3 separate regions of the Mus musculus genome follow, and regions 2 and 3 are each linked to region 1. Evidence: chromatin contacts called from public Hi-C data. All regions are on one chromosome and are shown on one strand. The core of a region is the stretch at or near the end of the contact, and the rest is flanking DNA. Distances in the headings are between cores, read along the strand shown. Region 1 has its middle 86 kb from the start of Gm31466. Region 2 holds the start of Tbl1xr1 (transducin (beta)-like 1X-linked receptor 1). Region 3 overlaps Gm31813 (a long non-coding RNA gene).

Region 1 (3,220 bases), core at 344-2,843:
GGTTTGACAGGATCTTGTGCTAAGTCAGCATGCAAGACATGCTTTTGAAAGATTGCTTTATATCATTCATCTTCAAAGAGAACTCCAAGAGGTTGCCACAGCTCACCCCTCCCCCAAGTTCTATAGATGCCTCATAGCCAAGTTTGTGCCATTGTCAGGAGTCCACCAAAATTCACATGACATTTTCTTTTCTGTATTCTTTTGAAGGAATGACCTTTCATTAATTATGATGTACATATTTCTGTGCTTTCTAATTTGGTTCATTTTTTAAATCTGTAACTACAGCATGACCAATATAAAGTACAAACACAGTATTTATATGAACTCAACACTCTAAAATTGTGTGAAATCCATCACAGTTCACACACCCTGTGTACATGTAGCCATTTAAAAAAAATCCACAGCCACTGTATGACTGAATTATTTGATCTGATTGTGGTATGTTTTATCCATTTTAAAGAGGAGAAAACTGAGATCTAAAAAAGGTTAAGTCAAATTCCCATGGTTAACATAGCCATAAGTATTTCAGTCATCTTTGAAAACTGTCAGCCTGTATTAGTTTGTGTCTTTTCTGTGAAGAAGAGGAGACAGCTAGCAGGCCCTTCCCACATTCCTTGAACAACATCAGTTTAGAGGTCAAGGAATACAGCAACCTCAGTATGTCATCATGTGAAGAGCTCCACTGCTTACCCTTGTCATTCCACTTTCATACTAGAAAATGGTTCTTTTAAGGTAACACTGCTATAGACCTCCCCGCAACCAGTTCCCTTCTCTCCGGGCTACTCAATGGAAAATAGGCTGAAGGGAAAAAAAAAAAAAAGTTCTCCTGGAGATTTATTATTAACCTTTTGTGGATACTTCTGTTTTCATCACATCTCCAAGATTGCCAGTCATCCCTAGAATTCCTGCTCTCCAGGGCTATTTTCCAGCTCTGCCTTCTTTAGAAAAGTATCCAAACCTTAGGTCAATTCTCTACAGTCACCTTCTCTGTTTAGGACCTCAATCTCTTCCTTTTTGGGTATCCTTATCCATGACACAGGAAAGAGGCAAATGGGTTCTGAGTATGACCTTGGTAAGTGGTTTCTCTTCCAGTAGGAAGTTGAAGGGAGAACCTGGAAATGATTAGTCCTGCTTGTACCCATTTCCTCTGAGAGTTGTCTTTACTATTAATGAAATGTACATTTTCAAGACTACCATCTGGTTTTGAATTTACAATTATCTGCATTGCTTTTAGAATAAAGCATCTCATTTTTAAAACTTTTTAGACAATGAAGCTATTATGTTTTTAAAATAAAAACTGAATAAGTATCATCTAAAATAACTGTTTATACTATAAGACTGTTATTCAAGAAGATTCTAAAACATGGAGTCAAGGGAATCAATGGAGGCTGTGAAGATTCCCCAGCTATTCCCACAGAAGGAACTAAACCAGCTCATTGTCTGTGCCAGTTTAAGCCATAATTACATTAGTTTTTAAGAAATAAGCAAAGGATGCAGTCTTTACATGTCTTCCTGGGATAAATTAGCATATTTGTTGGAGCTCTACTAGCCACAGTAAAGGACAGCATATGCTGGTAATGACCTTGTTTGACATTTCTGAACTGGCACCCAGAAGTCTCTAAAGCCATCTGCTTCCAGGCCTAAAAATAACCACAAATAACTAACTTATTGGAATACATTTTTTCTTCTGCTTTTCGTCTTAATTATAAAAACATGCCCACCCTAATCAATGTCTTTGCTTCAAGGTAAAAGTTTGATGGCCTAGAACACAAAGCAGACTTCAAGCTCTCAGCTAAGTGGTATTTGTTTGCAAGCTACCAGTCACATAGTAGAATGAGCATGTTTTTAGTTCACTGTTCACAAGAACAACTACTACATGTAGATGTGAGGGTACTGTAGAGATGTCATAGTATGTAAGTAAGTGATTAATCCATTAGCATGAAGACTTGAGTTTGATCCTCACCACATTTGTAAAAGTCAAACATAAAGACAGCTACAGTATATATATACAGTATATACAGTATATATATTAATATATATATATATATATATATATATATATATTAAAGTCACACATGATGGCACAAACTTGAAATTCCAGTCCTGGAGAGAAAATGGAAGCAGTGAGACTGTTGGGGATTTGTTGACTGGCCAGGCTAGTTGAATCCATGAGCTCCAGGTCTTAATAAAAGAACTTGTCTCAAATGCAAGGTTTGGGAAGATGACTGAAAACTCACGATTATTATAGATGACCTCCATTAATTTTCCAGCACCCATGTTAGGAGGCTCACACGTGCCTATAATGCCAGCTTCAGAGAAATCTGATGCTATTATCTCCTGGGCACTTGGTCTGTCTAGGATCATGGGCACCTGGTGGACAAGTCCACGTACTCCCACAGACGCAGACTCACAAACACATAAAAAATAGCAAGGTTAATAGACTTCATATACAATTAAGGTACACACACATACATACACACATATACACACAGAGTATATACAAAATACAAGGGCAAGACAATAAGGAACCTGTTGTTCTAGTATCATTCCTATGTTAAACATGCTCAGCATATCCCTTATTCAGAGCTCAGTATCTGACTGTGTTATTTTCCTGCCACCCATCTGTTTGTTTTCTGGCCTGTCTTTGGCTCACCCAGTTGTTTGTATTGCCACATGGGGTACATCATCTCAGATGTTTGCACAAACTAATGGTAGAAAAAGAATATCTGACATCAAAGAAATATTTCTGACAAGTTTAGGATACAGGTAGAATCTCCTTTGTTCCAATTAAGCAAAACTCCGTGAAGAAAGAAGACTAAAATGTGGTTTTCATAAATAGACAGTTCTTAACTACTTTTCATAAAGCAAACAGAAAAGGAACAGAGGGGACTGTAGGGAAAAAATATTGCTATGTCATTTCATTTAAAAGTCTGAGAGACACATATTGAATTGCTCTGTTTCTGCAGTACAAGGACCTCTGAAGACATCCTCCTATGACTTCTATCATTGACTTCATTCAATTTTATATTGTTTTGAATGCCCAGGCCGAGACAGTATGTAATTGGACAGTTGGTGAATGCACACAGTGAAATTGTACCCAAAGTTATTAGCTTATCTTAGTTTGAAGAGCAAGGCGAACATTTTATTTCATCTAACTTTTTATAACAATTAATTCTCAGCTCCAAAGATAGTGAGACTATTTTCATGCATTCTTGTGGAA
Region 2 (3,220 bases), core at 274-2,773, 1.5 Mb before region 1:
ATAAGCATGGGTCTTATTTAACAAAACTGAACGTGAATCACACAGGGAAACCCAAAACTCATTTACTACCTTCAATGGGCCACCAAGATACTGCAAAGCACTTTAGCTAAGTTAAATCAGTAAGACATGGCCTTGTATTGTTTTACACTGATGGGGGGCTTTCAATCTCAAGATTCAAACTAGAAATAACACATCATTTCATCCACCGTACTTTATTAACATGTTTAGACCAGCATAAGGTTCTTATATGGAAAAACAAGAAAGCCAACAGTAAACTTCCCTAATTAACTGTAAATGGCATATAACCCTTCACCCTGGGGCCGATAAAGTCCAACCAAGGTTTTAAGAAAACTCCAGACTGTTAAAGAAATGTAATGTTTAGCTATGTTCCAACTCTTCTGTGTGATCACCAAATTATTTTCAGTGTTGGGTAACCTAACAAAGAGAGCGTTTCTTAAAAGCCACCCAACCCAAATGTTACACAGAACAGACCATTTTCACAACCTAAATTTAATCCAAATTGAGAACTTCCAAAATTACCGAACACTCTAACACATGCATGATTCGCCTCGAGCTGCCTTTCAACGTGGAATTACACTTAAATGAAAGTCAGCCCCTGTTCCAAAAAAAAAAAAAAAAAAAAAAAAAAGACATCGGTTGCAAAGAGGAAGTCACCCAGCAAACACTCACAACGTGGCTCTATACTGTCAGAAGATAATGTGACTTGTGTGCCACCCCGAAACTTACCAGGAAGCTGGCAATAAGTTTGCCAACTGTATACACTTCTGACCCAACTTTACCGAGGCTGTGGCCAGGGCCTCCTCGTGGGGAGGCCACAGGCACAAGGTGCCCACACTCGCGTCCTGAGTGAGCGAGGCCCGGCCGCGCCCCTCCCCCGCCCGCGCCCCAACAGCCGCCCGCGGTCCCCGCCGCCGCCCGGGGTCTCCGCGCGCCACAGCCCGAGGGGTGCGCGACCGGGCGACTGCAGCCCGCGCGCCCGAGCGCGGACCAGCACCCATCCTGAGCCCTGGCCGCTCCCCCGCTATGTGAGCACAGGGCGGCTGCGGCCCCGCATCCAGCCTGCGCCCCCAAGCCCGCTCGCCTGGGCCCAGTGCCTCCCGCAGCCACCCCGACCCGGGGGGGCAGCACGTGAGCGCAGCCGCCCCTCCCCCGCGCCCAGGCCAAGTTCGCGGCGCCCGCAGCCCCGGGCCCGCGCTCACCTGCTTGGCGACGCTGTCCCCTCCAGGACGCGCGGCGCTCCCCTCCTGGCCGCCGTCGGCACCCCGAGGCGCCCTGGGGTGCGGGCGCTGACAGCCGGGCAGCGGGTCCGGCGGGGGAGGGGCGCGGGGGCAGGGCGCAGCACCGAGGCAGGAGGGGAGCTGTTACTAAGGGAGAGAGCCAAGCGCGCGAGCGGCCAACGGCTCCGGCTCGGCACCGGGGAGCGCGGGGACCAGCCAGGCACAAATGAGCTCCGGGCCCGCGGCGGCGACGGCCGCGCAGCAAAACAAACCCGAGCGGCCTGCGCCCGGCGCGCGGGGAGGGAGGAGGGAACAGGGAGCGAGGAGGGGGAGGGGTAGAGGGGGAGGGGGTGGAGGGGGAGGGGAGGAGGACCCGAGGAGGGGGAGGGGAGACGAGGGGAGCGGAGGGGTGGGGCGCGCCCGGAGGGGGAGGGGAGGAAGTGAGGAGGACCCGGGAGGGGGAGGGGAGCGGAGCCGGGTGGTGGAAGAGAAGGAGAGCTGGGCGGGGGAGGGGAGCCTGGAGGAGGAGTGGGGAAACGGGTTGTGGAGGGGGAAGGGAGCCCCGAGAAGGAGAGGCGAGGGGGAAGGGAGCCTGAGCCTGGGAGGGGGAGGGGAACCTCGACGGGGAGGGGGACCTGGGAGGGGGAACTTAGAGGGAGGAGCGCCGGAGTGGGGGAGGGGCGCGGCGGAGGGGCGGGGCCGCGGTGGAGGCAGCGCGGCGGTGGCGGTGGGGGTGGCGGCCGACGAGCCGTTCCACACTCGGCTTCCTCACTCGCTCCGCTCTCCCTCCACCCAGCCTCCCTCGCTCGCTCGCGGCGCTGGGGGCTGGGCTCGCCGCGCATTCGTTCCAGAGCCCGCAGCCGGGGCTGTCCCGCTGCCTGGGTGGCGCTTGAGTCCCTTCGCCCGCAGCAATCCCGCGAGCCGCGGCCGCTCCGATCCCCGGAGGCGGCCGGCAGCTGCGGGAGCTCGGCGCGGGCTCCACATGGACTCCGCGTTCAAAGTGCCGCACACTTGGATGCGCGTAAACACGCCCGCTCCGGAGCGTACCTGGAAAGGTGCTTCGCCTGCCGTGAGCGAGTTCTAGGATGGGACCCGGAGCACCGCGCGTGGGGAGACGCGCAGCGCGCACGGCGAGAGGGGTTTGGTGAAAACGCAAAGCTGAAATTGAAGTTGTGCGCCCAAATGTGCGACTTGTCTGCGGGTCTTTTGGGAAGGTTTGATGGATCAGTTCTCATTGCGCGAAAATAAAGCCATAGACAGAATGAATGTTCACTAAGTGTGCACCGCGGTGTGATATCCACGGGAGTTTATATTATCTACTTTCTGCATGCGTCTGGCACGTGAAGGCGGTTTCTGAAGTACAGTTTGGCTGCCCAATAATGTCAAAATGTGGCTGCCGGAGCGCCGAGGATTTTTAAAATACTGCGGTGACCTTCCTGAGCCTTTCAGAAACCTGGGCTGTAAGAGGCACCCTTCCTTTTAATTCTAGCATATATCTTGAAACTCTGCTTTTTTGTTACTATCTTTAAAAATACTTTGCAACCTTCTTTGGTGAAAGGTTCTAGTTTCAAGTTGTCAAAACATTTGGAAACGTGTATTCCTGTCAAGCAGTGGTCTTCCTTTAGTGCTTCAAAGATAAATTTTCAAACAAAGTATCATTTGAAGTAACTTTCACAGCTATAGACTGTGCAGCCTAACAAACTCCGAGACTAGATTAGATTTGGTTCAGCCAAGGTCAATGACTCTCCCCTGTTGGCCCCTCCCTGGAGGCGGTTACCTATTTTGACAGGCGTAGCTGGAAGGTGGAAAGGCACCAAAGAAAGTCTATGGAGTTGCAAACGCCCTTTCTACCAGAAAAGTTCAAAGCTTGAGCCTGGGTGTCCCCGGAGCTATTGTCACTTGTGAAAGAGGGAATGTTAGATTAAACAATGTCACCTGATGGGAATGTAGATTATACTGGGTTTCCAAAACACTTCTGTCCA
Region 3 (3,220 bases), core at 245-2,744, 1.3 Mb before region 1:
CATTTTAAAAAAGGGAGACAGAGAGACCTTTGCAAAGTCTAGATGTATGACTCCCCAGTTGCTGAGAGGACAGTGGCTGTCCCAACTTCACTGATGTGGCCACCAAACAGGTTGAGCCCTGAGCCCAAGCTCAGAAGCCTTGAATAGACCCCCTGTCTCCAAAGCACGAGTTTGCTTTCCTTTCTGCACAGGCCCCGCCCTCCCCTTCCAGAGCGAAGACTCTTGTGGCCTTTGCACACACCTGGGGCAGGGGAAGCCGATTTCTGGTCTGGGACAGGGGACAGCCAGGATCCAAGCTGGGTATGCTGGATGTGCGAGAGTGCTAAAAGAAAAGCCAGGGCTCTAGAGACAAGGAGACACCAGCTGGGTGGCACAGGCCCCACCCTAGTTGGTAGCAAAAGTCGGGGGAGGGGAGGTTCTGGGTCTTTCAATGCAAATATTGTTAACCTAGCCTTGAACATGGTCCGAGTACCCGATGGTCAGTTTGCAAGGTGGGAACAGGAGCCCACACTGTGTACCTGTAAGGAAACATGTAAAACATGACCCACAAAATGTCACCAGAGCTGAGGAGCAGTTTCGTAGAGGCTCTCTGAAGAGAGAACTCTACAGGAAAAAGGGACCTGGAGCTTTCCAGATATTGAGGACAGTATCTTGTGCGTGTTGGAGTGTAGGGGGCGGGATGGGGCAAGGCCTTTCCAACCTCCCCTACCTTGGTGACTGCTGCTAGCTTTGTAATCTGCTCTGCCACGTGGTGTGCGCTTGGAGGTAGGTGGTGGTAGCAGTTATATCGGCCAGAGGAATATTTGGCTAAACATAACATTGAAACCCCCCTCTCCCTAGCCCAGGCCCCCTCTTGACTCGGTGAAGGCGATCCTGATGCGGCTGAGATCCATCCAGCCTGGCCAGGCAGCCGCCGCGCCTCCCCTCCCCCGCTGGACTGTGAGCCCATTTTCGCTCGGCTGGTCTCTGCGCCGCCGGATGGATGGCGCCCCACCCCCCCTCTCCTCTGCTCAGTCATTCAGACTTGGAAAGTCAATAACACGCTGACATCATCAGGGGTTTGTGTATTATTACACGGCTACTTTCCAGAATACCTGGCATTATCTAAGAGAGGAGCACTCGATTGCACCAGCAAGGCCCCGAGCGGAGTCTGCAGCCCCGGGGAGGCGCGGCTGCTGCGGCCAGGCCCTTTTTTTCCACAGGGAGTACCTCCAGGGCACCAATTAGGAACAGATGGTGGCTTCTGCTCTAAAAGCAGATGCACTTTAGATATCGATACAGATTCATTTTGGCTTGGGGGATGTACTCAGAAGTCACCCTCAAGTGACCTCCATTTCTTCTGAAAACACACGTGCCCTGACTTTTGGTCCTTAAAGAGCATTTTCAATGATTCTCACACAGGCAAAAAAAAGAAAGGCATGTGCTCTAACCAGAAGCCAAAGCCTGCCTCTTGATGCTTAGGAGTGGGGGTTGGGAGGCGGGTGTTATGCAATCACCATTGCGGGTGATTAGGGCTTTGCTTTGCCTCCAAGGCTGTTTGGTGGTTGAGTTTCTCTTTAAGCTTACTGCAGGGCAAACGCACAGAAAAACATGGCCCAGATTTATGGTGCAAAACTGCTCTCCGAGTAAATTGCCTTAGCATTCTGTTTCGGTTCTGGAGCAGAGAAGAGTAGATGGATTTGGGGTTAATTAAGATCTCTTTATCATAAGTTCCGGGGGTTACTTTGCCTAGAGTGAGGGGTTTATTTATTTATTTAGGTTTCTTTCTTTCTTTTTAAAAGTTTATTCGTTTAAGTAGTTTACTTCTCTCCCCCTTGCTGTGAAGGGTACATGAAAGGAGCTTTGATACTAATTAATTGTATAGATGGCTGCCACTTTGTTTTAGAGAACACATTCACATATTAAAGACAATACATCCAATAACTCACGCAACATGGTGCCTTTTCTGAATAGCCAAACAGGCTATTTATTTACAGACACAGGACTGGTCTCCTTTAAGTTCTCTTCAGTATTTTTAATTGGAAAAAAAATAATGGCAGCCAGCCCTAATTTGGAGAATGACAAGGGGAAGGGCTGGCCCTCCTTCGCCTGATCTCACCCCCCCCCCCCCGCCCCCCCTTGCTCCCGGCAGGGAGCTGCCTGATCTAAAGTCCTTAAGTTTCCCCTGGAGGAAGCAGAGCAGACAGCCTCTCACTAGTAAGGGTTTCTCTTCCTGCAGCCAGTCCTTTCAGAACCTTAGGGCAACTTCCCCCTAAATGCTTTGACAGAGAGCAATCTGAAGCTGCCATTTCTCAAATCCAGCCACAGCTGGGATGCACAAAGCTAGGAGTCAGGGCAAAAAAATCTCCAAGATGGCCCCCTGATAGCCCTCCCTAGAAGTGTCTGAAATGGTGAGACGTGCAGAAAAGTGGAACTTATGGGGTCAGGAAGAAAATGAACCCTCATTTTGGGGCCTAGTTGAAACCTCTAGCCAGCCGAAAGCAAGATTTTTTTTCTTTTTAAAGTTAAAATTTGCTGTGAAAGTTGCTGTCATACAAACAATATTCCTGTGTATGTGTCTGAAGGCCCAACATGTGAAGGTCACAGGGCAACCTCAAGTGTCCTTCTTCACCAGGTGATCCCCAGTTTTTGCTTGAGATGGGGGTTTCTCAGGTTTTTTGTTGTTTTTGTGTATGGGTGTTTCTATGTATGTATGTATGTATGTATGTATGTATGTATGTATGTATGTATGTGCAAGGGTCTATTGTGGTCAGGAGAAGATGTTTGATCGACTGAAGCTGGAGTTTTCAGTGGTTGAAAGCTCCCAGATATAGGTACTAGGGACTCATCTCTGGTCTTCAGCAAATGCAGCAAAGGCACTTGCGTCCTACCTCTAGCTTCTGGTCTGCTCCCTGAAGTAGGCCAGGTTAGATGGCCAGAGGGTCCGCCCACCTGCCTGCTCCTACCTCCCATTTTGCCATCCTGCAGGTTTCATGGTAATGCCTGACTTTCTGTGTAGGTTCTAGGGAATCAAGCTCAGGTCCTCACACTTGTGAGGCAAGTGCTATACTGACCGAGCCCTCTCCCCACCCCAAAGATTCTTTTCACATAGAAATACTTTGCCAAATTAGCAATGAATCATGCTTAAGTCCTAAGCTTACATTATCTTGAGGATGGCTTGATTTTTCTCTACAGAATATTGTTTGGAACGCTTACAAACAAGACTGTTAAAGCTGGTGAG

The links. Hi-C and Micro-C count contacts between places; a contact is called where the count stands out from the background.
Region 2: a contact with region 1 is called in a Hi-C map of cerebellar granule neurons, with 2.4 times the contacts expected there. The contact joins the promoter of Tbl1xr1 here to the enhancer-like site in region 1. A contact is called at or near these places in 11 of 39 promoter capture datasets (the 3T3-L1 cell line, the C10 cell line, cranial neural crest and 6 more), 9 of 484 Hi-C or Micro-C datasets (the HL-1 cell line, adipose-derived mesenchymal stem cells, cardiomyocytes and 4 more), 5 of 115 datasets of contacts at active chromatin or transcription factors (acute myeloid leukemia, astrocytes, cardiomyocytes and 2 more) and 1 of 9 other capture datasets (adipose tissue).
Region 3: a Hi-C map of cerebellar granule neurons shows a contact between it and region 1, with 4 times the contacts expected there. The contact joins two enhancer-like sites. A contact is called at or near these places in 1 of 15 datasets of contacts at CTCF or cohesin (pro-B cells), 19 of 484 Hi-C or Micro-C datasets (the HL-1 cell line, the HPC-7 cell line, adipose-derived mesenchymal stem cells and 13 more), 7 of 115 datasets of contacts at active chromatin or transcription factors (T-cell acute lymphoblastic leukemia, astrocytes, differentiating embryonic stem cells and 3 more) and 1 of 9 other capture datasets (embryonic stem cells).

What each region holds. Positions count from the first base shown.
Region 1 is chr3:20,590,299-20,593,518 of GRCm38.p6, reverse strand. No RefSeq gene overlaps it. Among named protein-coding and RNA genes, the nearest start is that of Gm31466, 86 kb to the right of the region's middle. Within about 2 kb of position 1,593, at least 1 of the 459 cell types and tissues checked has an H3K27ac peak or open chromatin away from gene starts, as enhancers often do. A contact at or near this core is called in cerebellar granule neurons, where this site is marked.
Region 2 is chr3:22,074,955-22,078,174 of GRCm38.p6, reverse strand. It overlaps Tbl1xr1 (transducin (beta)-like 1X-linked receptor 1), which reads right to left and starts at 1,523. Exons shown (of 16, transcript NM_030732.3): 1 at 1,221-1,523.
Region 3 is chr3:21,933,920-21,937,139 of GRCm38.p6, reverse strand. All of the region lies in intron 3 of Gm31813 (a long non-coding RNA gene), which reads left to right. Among named protein-coding and RNA genes, the nearest start is that of Gm31813, 29 kb to the left of the region's middle. Within about 2 kb of position 1,494, at least 415 of the 459 cell types and tissues checked have an H3K27ac peak or open chromatin away from gene starts, as enhancers often do. A contact at or near this core is called in cerebellar granule neurons, where this site is marked.